Regions from separate parts of the Mus musculus genome. Here region 1 is linked to region 2. Evidence: chromatin contacts called from public HiChIP or PLAC-seq data. All regions are on one chromosome and are shown on one strand. Each heading gives the region's core, a stretch centred on a gene start, on an enhancer-like site or on the middle of the called end of the contact. The rest is flanking DNA. Distances are from core to core; before and after follow the strand shown. Region 1 has its middle 15 kb from the start of Ldlrad3. Region 2 overlaps Trim44 (tripartite motif-containing 44).

The links. HiChIP or PLAC-seq counts read pairs in DNA pulled down with a chosen protein or histone mark.
Region 1: a contact with region 2 is called in a RAD21 HiChIP or PLAC-seq map of pro-B cells, with 3 times the contacts expected there. The contact joins two enhancer-like sites. A contact is called at or near these places in 1 of 15 datasets of contacts at CTCF or cohesin (pro-B cells), 3 of 484 Hi-C or Micro-C datasets (the C10 cell line, cerebellum and liver), 1 of 115 datasets of contacts at active chromatin or transcription factors (embryonic basal ganglia) and 1 of 9 other capture datasets (adipose tissue).

What each region holds. Positions count from the first base shown.
Region 1 is chr2:102,198,869-102,203,789 of GRCm38.p6, reverse strand. No RefSeq gene overlaps it. Among named protein-coding and RNA genes, the nearest start is that of Ldlrad3, 15 kb to the right of the region's middle. Within about 2 kb of position 2,044, at least 43 of the 459 cell types and tissues checked have an H3K27ac peak or open chromatin away from gene starts, as enhancers often do. A contact at or near this core is called in pro-B cells, where this site is marked.
Region 2 is chr2:102,381,544-102,386,396 of GRCm38.p6, reverse strand. The region is part of intron 1 of Trim44 (tripartite motif-containing 44); the gene reads left to right. Among named protein-coding and RNA genes, the nearest start is that of Trim44, 17 kb to the left of the region's middle. Within about 2 kb of position 1,711, at least 74 of the 459 cell types and tissues checked have an H3K27ac peak or open chromatin away from gene starts, as enhancers often do. A contact at or near this core is called in pro-B cells, where this site is marked.

The DNA of each region.
Region 1 (4,921 bases), core at 795-3,294, 180 kb after region 2:
CCACTCAGAGGACAGATCCAGCTGTGCACATCACCAGGAAGGACCAGGACTGATGACAGTCCCCTTTGTCCCTGATGAAATTGCCAGAGAGCAAAGCCAATCAAAGGTAAAACTCTGCAGGTGGTGACATGTGACAAGTGGGGATCAATACTTAGCTGGGTTTTTGTCCTTGGATGCTGTAATCTCACATTTTTGCTGAGCACACAGCTTCATGGTTGATGTTTAGGGTAACCACCTAATTTTGATGAATAGAAAAGATGATAATCAGGCAGAAAAAACTATAATAAATCAGAGATTAAAAGACAATTAGTGTGTGTGTGTGTGTGTGTGTGTGTGTGTGTGTGTGTGTGTGTGTGTGTGTGTGTGTGTTAGCGTTTCTGCTAAGCATGAGTGGAAAGTCCTGGCTCCAACCTAATCCATCCAAACCCAAGAACTTCCATGTCTGCTTTAGCCACTCTCTGGGAGGGCAAAATTATTCCTCAGTCTCTTTATTTGGTGTGGTGTTCAGAGACAGGATTTGTTCTTGGAACTAGGCTGGCCTCAATCTTGCCATTCTCCTGCCTCCTACTCTTGAGTGTTGGAATTACGTCACAGGTGCCACGCCCATGTAAAAGTACGAAGCCTATGTCCTCAGAACAACCAGCCAAAGTTTTTCCTCCATTTTGTTTTGTGATGATGGGAACCAAACCAGGGCCTTGTGAATGGCAGCCCAGTGTTCTACCACTGAGACCCAGCCCCAGCTCTTCTCTTTGTTTTTTGTTTTTTTTTTTTTTTTTGGGGGGGGGTGGGTAGGAGGAAGAGTATAACCTCTTTCCCTCAGGGCCAGAGAGTCCAGGTGTTCTTGGGGAAAATGTGAGGAAGCTGTAGGCAAAGGGATAAATGCTAGTGTTCTTCATTTTCTTTCACAAGCACACTTATTTTGTAGTGTGTGCATTGCACACACGTGTGCAAGTGTGTGTGTGTCCAAATATGTTTATTTGAATATATTAATGATCGACCTACAGAAATGCAAGTGTCATTGTTTGCCCTCACTGAAAACCTGCATGGGACTAGATCCTCATTCTTCACAGAAATAAACTGAGGCTAGGAGTGGAGCTATCCACTGTTCAAGCTCAGAAGCAGATCAATAGCCTAACTGGGAGAGTAAGTCCGGTCTCTGATGTTCAGTTCTGATTTGTATCACAGTGGCTTTCCAGAGCAACTGGAATGGAGCCAGAGGGCTCCCTGCCCCTGCCTTCAACTTGGATATAAGTGGGTTAATATTGTAGGTTGACATAAACTTGGCTATAACTGGGTTAATGCTGTAGGTTGGCATCAACTTGGGTATAAATGGGTTAATACTGTAGCTTGCTTCCCAGGCCATTGGGTTGAGCCTAAGGGAGTCTCCAGGGACTCTGCTTACAAAGGCAAGAATATTCATTTTATCTCTGATACATGGCAGCCCCTATCCAGATTCCAGACTCGTCATCTGTGAAGCCATGGGCATCCTGGCTCTAAACTGTTTGCTCTCTGCCAACATAGCTTCACATGGCACTTTGGGGTAGTTTTTATTCCTTTTTTTTTTTATTTAAGATTTTATTGGGCAGAATATAAAATTTGAATGTTTTCATAAATGCTTAAGCATCTTTCGGGAGGCTAATTTATAGGATTTAAATGCAGTTGATTCCTCAGTGGTGGGGGCTTGAGGTTGAAGAACAGGAAACTGCTTGCTCTCGTTGCTCAAACTCAACTATAAAAAATTAAACGGCCTCAAAAGTGCAAGCCAGGGAGAATGCCTGTAGGATGTGCATCTGAACATGAGTGATGGCACAGGAGAGAGAGAAACAGGGTGCTTTGTTTTCACTGTATCCCCTCTCTGCTGCTTCCTTCCACTGGAGCCTGGCAGAGAGACCCCGGCCCTCGGAAGTGACCCAGTCTGGCCTTTCAGTGCAAGGCACAATACTAGCACTTCTCAAAGTCACTTTTGCCACAGCTTCCTACCCAGCCCCTCCCTTGGGACTGCACCTCAGGGATGGTGAGGCCCCATGTGAGGAGCGTGCATTGAGCAAGGGTTTGGTTGTGCAACAGCCTGGCTGTCCTCCTGGCACCCTCTCCCACGGAGCTCAGTGCAGCCAAAGTGCGGGGCAAGGTTCCCATTCTTTGGGATTTTTTTTTTTTTTTTGAGCCATATTTTGTTTCTATTTTCTATCTTCACTCGGTTTACTTTTTTTTTTTTTTTCCTTCTCCAAATGATGCCACAGCCTGGCCAGAAGTCCTCCCTCTTCTCTGTTCTCAGACGGAGCCAAGTGTGTATAAATGAGTATAAATTCAGTACCACAGAGGGGCATTTTCTCTCTTCTCCTGTGACATTAGATGCTCGGGCTCTCCCTCCATCCTCCGGTGCTCAGCGAGAATGGTACCCGGGAGATCCTAAACTCCTCTGGCCCAGTTTTTTTTTTTTTTTTTTTTAAAGATTTATTTATTTATTATATGTAAGTACACTGTAGTTGTCTTCAGATACACCAGAAGAGGGCACCAGATCTCATTACGGGTGGTTGTGAGCCACCATGTGGTTGCTGGGATTTGAACTTCAGACCTTCGGAAGAGCAGTCGGGTGCCCTTACCCACTGAGCCATCTCACCAGCCCCAGTTTTTTTTTTTTTTTTTTTTAACTGTACACAGTTGATACCATTCTGACCTTCAGATCAGGAGATTAGAAATCGTGTAGCCACAGAACGAGTGCAGCCACCGACATTTGAATTGTGATTATGCTGTTCCTGGACTCAACTCATGCTTACCACAATCCTGAGACAGCGGAAGTCTGATAGATTCTGTAGTTTGCCCAAGGCACAGCCATCTTGAGCAGCCACAGGCAGATGCAAATGGGCCCATGCTCACACAGTTCTCCTGGTGAGACATAAAAGAGCAATCTTGCTATCTCACAAAGGAGCACACTGACAAAGAGAAATTCAACATGACTTTTTTTTTTCCTTTTCAAAATGGGTGTGCCAAGACTCAAACCAGGCTAGCAACACACACACAACCAAAATGGCCTCCTTTTTTATCCCTGATTAGCTATGACTGAGTCTCAGCTCAGTAGTGAGAGTTGTAACTCTCCTGATATCGGTGAACTGATACAAAGTCCCAGGGAACGGGGACGGTCAGGACATATGGGCCTTGCCAGGCTGACTACGTTTGATAGGAAGGAAAGAAATGTTTCTCATATTCATGGGATAGAAACTCAACTTTACAGATGGTCTAAGACAGAAGATGGTCCTGAATGTGGGCCTTCAGCTTTCCAGCGACAAGAGGATAACATGGAAATGTATATGTGAAAAATCACTGCATCCATTCAGGATAGGTAAGAATAAGCCTCTGAGGTGCCAGTATCTTTGTACAGTAAAGGTAGATCCCTCACTTGTGATGAATCCAATTAAAAGCCCAAGCTAGAGGGAATGGGCCCGAGTTTCACCAGTTAGAATAAGGCCCAGGAAGAGAGACGTCTCCAGGCAGGCACTCCAGCTACTCCTGTTACTAAGCACCGGACTCTGTGTCCCCCCAAACTCACACTGAAACCCTAGACTCCAAAGTGATAATAAGGATGAGCCCTTAGAGGAGTGATCAGAGCCGATGAGGTCATGAGCACCTCCTTCTGATGGGATGGGGATGACATCTATAAGAAGAGTCAGCAGAGGAGCCATTTGTTCTCTGAGGACTCGACCAAAAGGCGGCCAGGTACAAGCCAGAAGCGGGCCCTCCCCTGGAGCCAGACAGGTGACCCTTGTTGTTCTCCAGCCTGCAGAACAGTGAACAAAGAAGGTTCTGTCGTTCAAGCCTCTGCAGGCTGTAGTGTTTCCTTCTGTTGGCTAGAAACAGGCTCATGCACACGGTTCCCCAGTAGTGGTGCCCAGGCATCATGAGCCAGAGAAACCATTCTACCGTCCTGGCACGTGGAATGCCTGAGCCTGTCGCACTGGGCGGTTGCTTGAGAAACCACAGAAAACCTAAACCTTCTGCCACATGATCTTGGCCAGCAGGGCTACACTACTTGGCATGGTGGTACCTTTAGGAGGTAGCACCTACTGAGTCTTTAGGTCAGAAGTAGTATGCCCCCTTAAGGGATAGTGAAACCAGACACCTTTCTCTTTCTCAGGTTTTCTTCTTTGTAATGAGATGAGCAGATTTGCTTCTCTGCCACTTGACTGTGAACGAGAACTTCTAAGACTGGGAGGCATGGCAGCTCCTTTCTCCTTGTCAGCCAGCAATTTCAGACATTTCTCTGTGGATGGAGGCTGACTAATACACACAGGAGAGACAGGGTGACAAAGTAAGACTTTATATATTCTACAAAGATCTACTGAGCCCTGATTAGGAACTAAGTACCTTTCTGGCATCTCTCAGTGGCCAAAGCAGATGATGATTTCTGCCTTCATAATGCTTAGGATCTACATGGATAAAAACTGCTGTCTTAGGCTGGTGGGATAGCTCCGTGGCTAGTTTGATCCCCAGAGCACAATGTGGGCTCCAGTAGTGAAATGGAAGGCAGAGATGGGAAAATCACCTAGAAGCTTACGGTCTAATTAGCCTGGAGAACACAACATGGCAGAAACAAGAAAGACCGTACCTTACCAAGGTGGAGAGAATGGTCTCCCACAAGTTATGACTTCCACAAGCACACTATAGCTGGAGCATGCCAACATTCACACAATAGTAGGAAAAAATAATTTTTAGAAGATTGCTATTTTCGGTTATATTTAGAATATATATTTATACATATATATGTGCATATAACAACAATTGGTGAGTAAGAGGGCATGAACTTGAAAGAGAGCAAGGATGATGTACATATGAGGGCTTAGAGGCAGGAAAGGGAAGGGAGAAATGATGAGTATAATTTCAAAAGTAAAAAAACAAATATTTAGAAAAATTGCTGTTTGAAAAA
Region 2 (4,853 bases), core at 462-2,961:
CTGCCTCTGCTGGGATTAAGGGTGTGTGCCATCACTACCTGGCTTTTTATTTGCTTTTTTGTTATTTGTGTTTTGAAACTTGGTCTTGCTATGTAGCCCTGGCTGGACTTGAACTCACAGAAGTCGACCTGCCTCAGGCTCAGCCTCTGCCTCCTCAGTGCTGGGATTAAAGATACGCACCACCACACCTGCCTCCACTGTCACCTGCCTCCTGTATCGTTATCCTGATGTGTGTTTGCTGTTTTCCTGCAGGTTCTAGAGGAAAGCTCCTAGAGCCCAGGAGCCTCAGCAGTTCAGATCTTAGATTAAGGTTTTTGATTTATTGCCATTTGATTTTTGTGTAGGAAAAGAAATATGAATCTAATTTCTTCTACAGGTGGTTGCCCCATTTCCCTAGTGTATATTTGACAGCTTTGTCAAAAATTAGGTGACCATGCTGTGTGGTTTCTGGGTCCTCTTGGTCTACATTTCTGTTTTGTACAGTACCATAAAGTTTATTCATTATGATTCTGTAATATAAGCCAAGATTAAATAATTGTGACCATTCCAGCATTGATTTTTTTTTTCCCTCCCTGCTTGGATTATTTTGGCTATTTGGAGTCTTATTCATAATGTTTGTGAAGAATGCCATTTAAAATCTGATGTGGATTATTAAATATGTAGACCACTTTTGGTGATATCATTATTTCAACAATATTAATTCTGTAGTCTTTGAGAATTGGAGGTCTTTCCATTATCTAGAGTCTTCAGTTGTTTTTTTTTTTTTTTTTTTTTTTTTTTTAAGGTCTTTAGGTTTTTTTTTTTTTTTTTTTTTTTAATAGAGGTCTTTTAATTCTGTGGTTTGGTTTAGGCTCAAGATTTTATTTTATTTTTAAGCTATTACAAATGGGATAGTTTTCCTAACTTGTTCATGCAAAGTTTGTTGTTGGTACATAATTTTTTTTTATCTTTATATCCTAATTCTTTGCTGAAGGTACCTAAGTCTGAAATTTGCCTTGTAGAGTTTTAAGTCTTTTAAGTATATGATCTACAAATAAAAAATATTTGCAGGTCTGACTTTTCCTTAGTTGTTTGTATTCCCTTCCCCCCTTTTTTCTTTTCATATTTTGAACCAACCTTGTGGTGTAATCAACTTCATCATGATATGTGATGTTTTTAGCCTATTCTTGAATTTGGTTCTCAAGTGTTTTGTTGAGAACTTTGTCATCTATAGTTGTTGTTTTGTCCTTAGGGTAATACTGGCTTCAAAAGGCAAAGCGTAAAAGGTATTTAAAAAAATGGAATTAAAAGTTAGAGCAGTCTCTTCTTGGATCCCAAAAATTGGAAACTGACATTTTGTGCTTGGGTTAGGGAAGGTAAATTGAACCTGTCAGAAGATTTATGCTGGTGCTGAGCCTGAACCCTACAAGAGTCTCAGTCACTCTTCACTTTAGTAGCTTCCTTTTGCATAGCAAAGGCTTCTGCTGTCCATATGTAGCTTTGTAGTTATTGGGTTGGGCATGCTCTTTTCTTTTTGGAGACTCCCCAGACTCTGTCCCCTAGGGTGGTTAATGTTCTCTCTGGGGTAGATTTGGAGGATGTATGTCTCCCAAGTGTATTGGGGGTGGGGATGGCAAAACAGTCTTGAGATTTGTACAGGATCTGTCTTTGACCTTTCAAAACCTAGAAGGTATTCATTAACTGCCCCACTATAGGTGCCAAGTACTTCTTTGTTCAGAGTACTTGCCTCTACAGCAAAGTATGGCAGAGTGGTGGCTCTAGCTTGCTAACCTCAGTCTCAGGAATACTGGACCTCATAATTAGCCTCTGATGATGTCTGCCGGAAAGCAGGGCTCCTTTTCTCAGTGACATCATTTCACTGAGCCTCTTGCCCCTGGATGCCTCTGCTTTTTAGTGACCTGTTCTCTCTCTACACCTGCTTTCAGGGCAGTCTCTCTCTCACTCTGGGCTTTGGTGGTTGAGTTCTGGCTCTCTGACTTAATTGTTTCCCTTTCTCAGGCCTCCAGAGTAGCTCAGTTTGAAACAGTCGGTATCTTCCCCCTCTACTTAGTGCCTGGGCACTGCTCTCCTAGTATAGCCTACCAGATTGCTGTCTGTTTGTCAGAATATGCATAAGGCTCCATAGAGTACAGGAAGGAGTAGGTGTGGGGAATACAAGCCGTGGATGGGGTGAACTTGGACCAGAATCTTCCTTTTGTAGTTTTGCATCAATTCTAGAACTTGTTAGAGACAGGTTTGCTCTAAGAGACTTTCATTTTCATTTCTATTTGGGGGTGGTTGTATTAGGGAAGCTATTCTTCATACTTGTTTTGAGGCTGAACATAGCAGGCTCAATGTAAAGCCCAATGAATGTTTGAAAATAACTCTTGAATTGGCTGGAAATGTAGAATGTAGGATTTCCTGAAGGAAGGCTCTCAGATGCTGCTCTGTGTGTCCCCTGGGGAGGCCATGCTTTTGATGCTTTGTGGGCAGGAGGAAGGATTCTGGTGGTGAAATGCATTTTTAGGAAAAGACAAAGGGTTTCCTCATCTCTAAACTAGCAAGGTACAGCTGCCTTCAGTCTGTCATCTGCTTAGGGATTCCTTCATTCTTCGTTTTCTGAAGGAAAGACAAGACAAGGCGGCAAGACATGGTTTGGTGCATTCCTTTCTTTTTTCTACAGCCAGGGGTAAAGTCATAATCCATTAGTGTTCTTGCTGAATAGCTTAAAATGGGTGCCAGCAGCTGGAAAGAGAGAGAGAGAGGGAGAGAGGGAGAGAGAGAGAGAGAGATGCTGGGGAAAGCTTTCCAGGGACAAGTGACCTGCTTGTTCAGCCAATGAAAATAGGTTAGAGGAATGATATCACCAGACAGGCTTTTTTTGTCTGATTATCTTATAAAAAGCAGGATTGTATCTGGCAACCTAAGCCTTTTTTAAGTACTAAGGTTTCACCCTCCCTGGTATATGACTTCTAAATTTCTGTTCCCAACTGTCAGTTGCAAGACCATAGAGATTAAAAGCTTAAACGAGTAGAGAAGCTAGTTTAAAAAATAGAAATTACCAAACTTTACAACCATGGCTAGAATGGAAATGTGATCTGAGTTGTGTTCAAAGAGCACATCTAAAGCAAATGCTGGGCATGGTCACATGACCTTAGACCTTCTGCTTGTAGTCTTGGGAGGGGAAGGCAGTTAGTGGGAGAAGAGCCATTAGTGTATTCTAATTTATGGAATGGATCTTCCAAAGGATTTCCTGTTTGGGAGGGATTGAATTGACTTTGTAGCTGATCTTGAGTAAGTGATTTCTGTAATATGTTTATTACATATTACAGAAATAATTGACCTTAATTGACCCTTCTCCCATAAAAAAATAACAATAATTGTCTTTATGCTTGTTTCCTTACTGAACAATAAGTGGTCTTGTCCTATTTCATAGAATTTCTGAGATAAGAAAATAAATTAGTTCTTGTGACTTGAGATTTTGCTACATGCATGTATTACAATAAGAACATTTTTCTTAAGATTTTATATTCAGTTATTCATTTCTTTCAATGGACATTTCACACCTTTGTTTTAAACACTACCTTAATGACCTAAAAATATTTGAAGGCATGCATGCCACCGTGCATGTGTGAAGGTCAGAGAACAAATTTGTGAAATCAGTTCTCTGTTTCCACCTTTGTGTGGGTTCCAGGAACTGAGCTCAGATCACTGGGCTTGCAACCACAGAGTGGCAGCACTTTGTCTGCTGAGCCGTTATTCTAGCCCCGGGAAAGCAACACCTTCTTGAAACAGGGTATAAGAGATACAGACATTAAACAATAGTTCTAGCCTTTAAGGAACTCAAAACATCCCAAATCAGAAAAAACAGTAATTAAATACATATTTCATTCTTTTTATCCAGTGCTAGGTCCTGTTCTAACTATCCTGGTATACATGAATGTAATTATCTCTCAGCAACAGGTACTATTATGGCTAGCTCCATTTTATAGAGAAAGAAGTAGAGGTGCAGGAGGTAAGATGACTTGCCTAATATCACACAGCTGGTGATAGAGTTGGCTTTTGAAGCCATATGGGAAAGGTCTGCCTTCTGTGCTGACCTTTACAGTGCTCACTAGCCACATGTAACATGACACTTCATGTTACAGAAAATGTCTCTAGTCGAGCTTGAATTGGGCTGTATGAATAAGAACTAGATTTCGAAGACCTAGTTGGGGATGGGTAGGAATCATAAGACTCTCTCTCTTTGTCTCTGTCTTTCTCCCTCCTTCCATCTCCTTCTCCCCCTACCTTGAGTGCCGTGTGTGTGTGTGTGTGTGTGTGTGTGTGTGTATGTGTGTGTGAGTGAGGGGGGGAGATAATTTATTAGGCAAGAAAGGATTTCCAAGAGAAGATATGGGCCAGAGCAGAAAAAGGTCAGAGACTTAATAGGTAAGACCTCATATTGAAATTACATGTTGCTGATATTTTAGACATAATAATTTAAGCAAAATTTATTAAAGGTGGTCTTACTTTCTTATTATAGCTACTCTAAAACTTAAGATTACATAGAGGCTTGCCTGGAGGTGGGGGCAGGGGCTCACACTACATTTTTGTTGGATTGTACTCTCAAATTTAAGATTATATAGAGGCTTGCCTCTGTGGGGGCTCACATCACATTTTTGTTCCACTGTACTATAAATGACAGGCAGGTGTCATTTTGGAACACTTACTGTATGCTGTACACTCTGCTAATACTTCTGCAGATATTTCAAATGACCTCATTTTACCCATATCCATTTACTCATAATTACTTTTGTGTATTATCCCTGTTTTGTAGGCAAGAGAGAAGAGTTTGAGAAATTTAATAATTTGTCCTAGATTACTTAACTAAT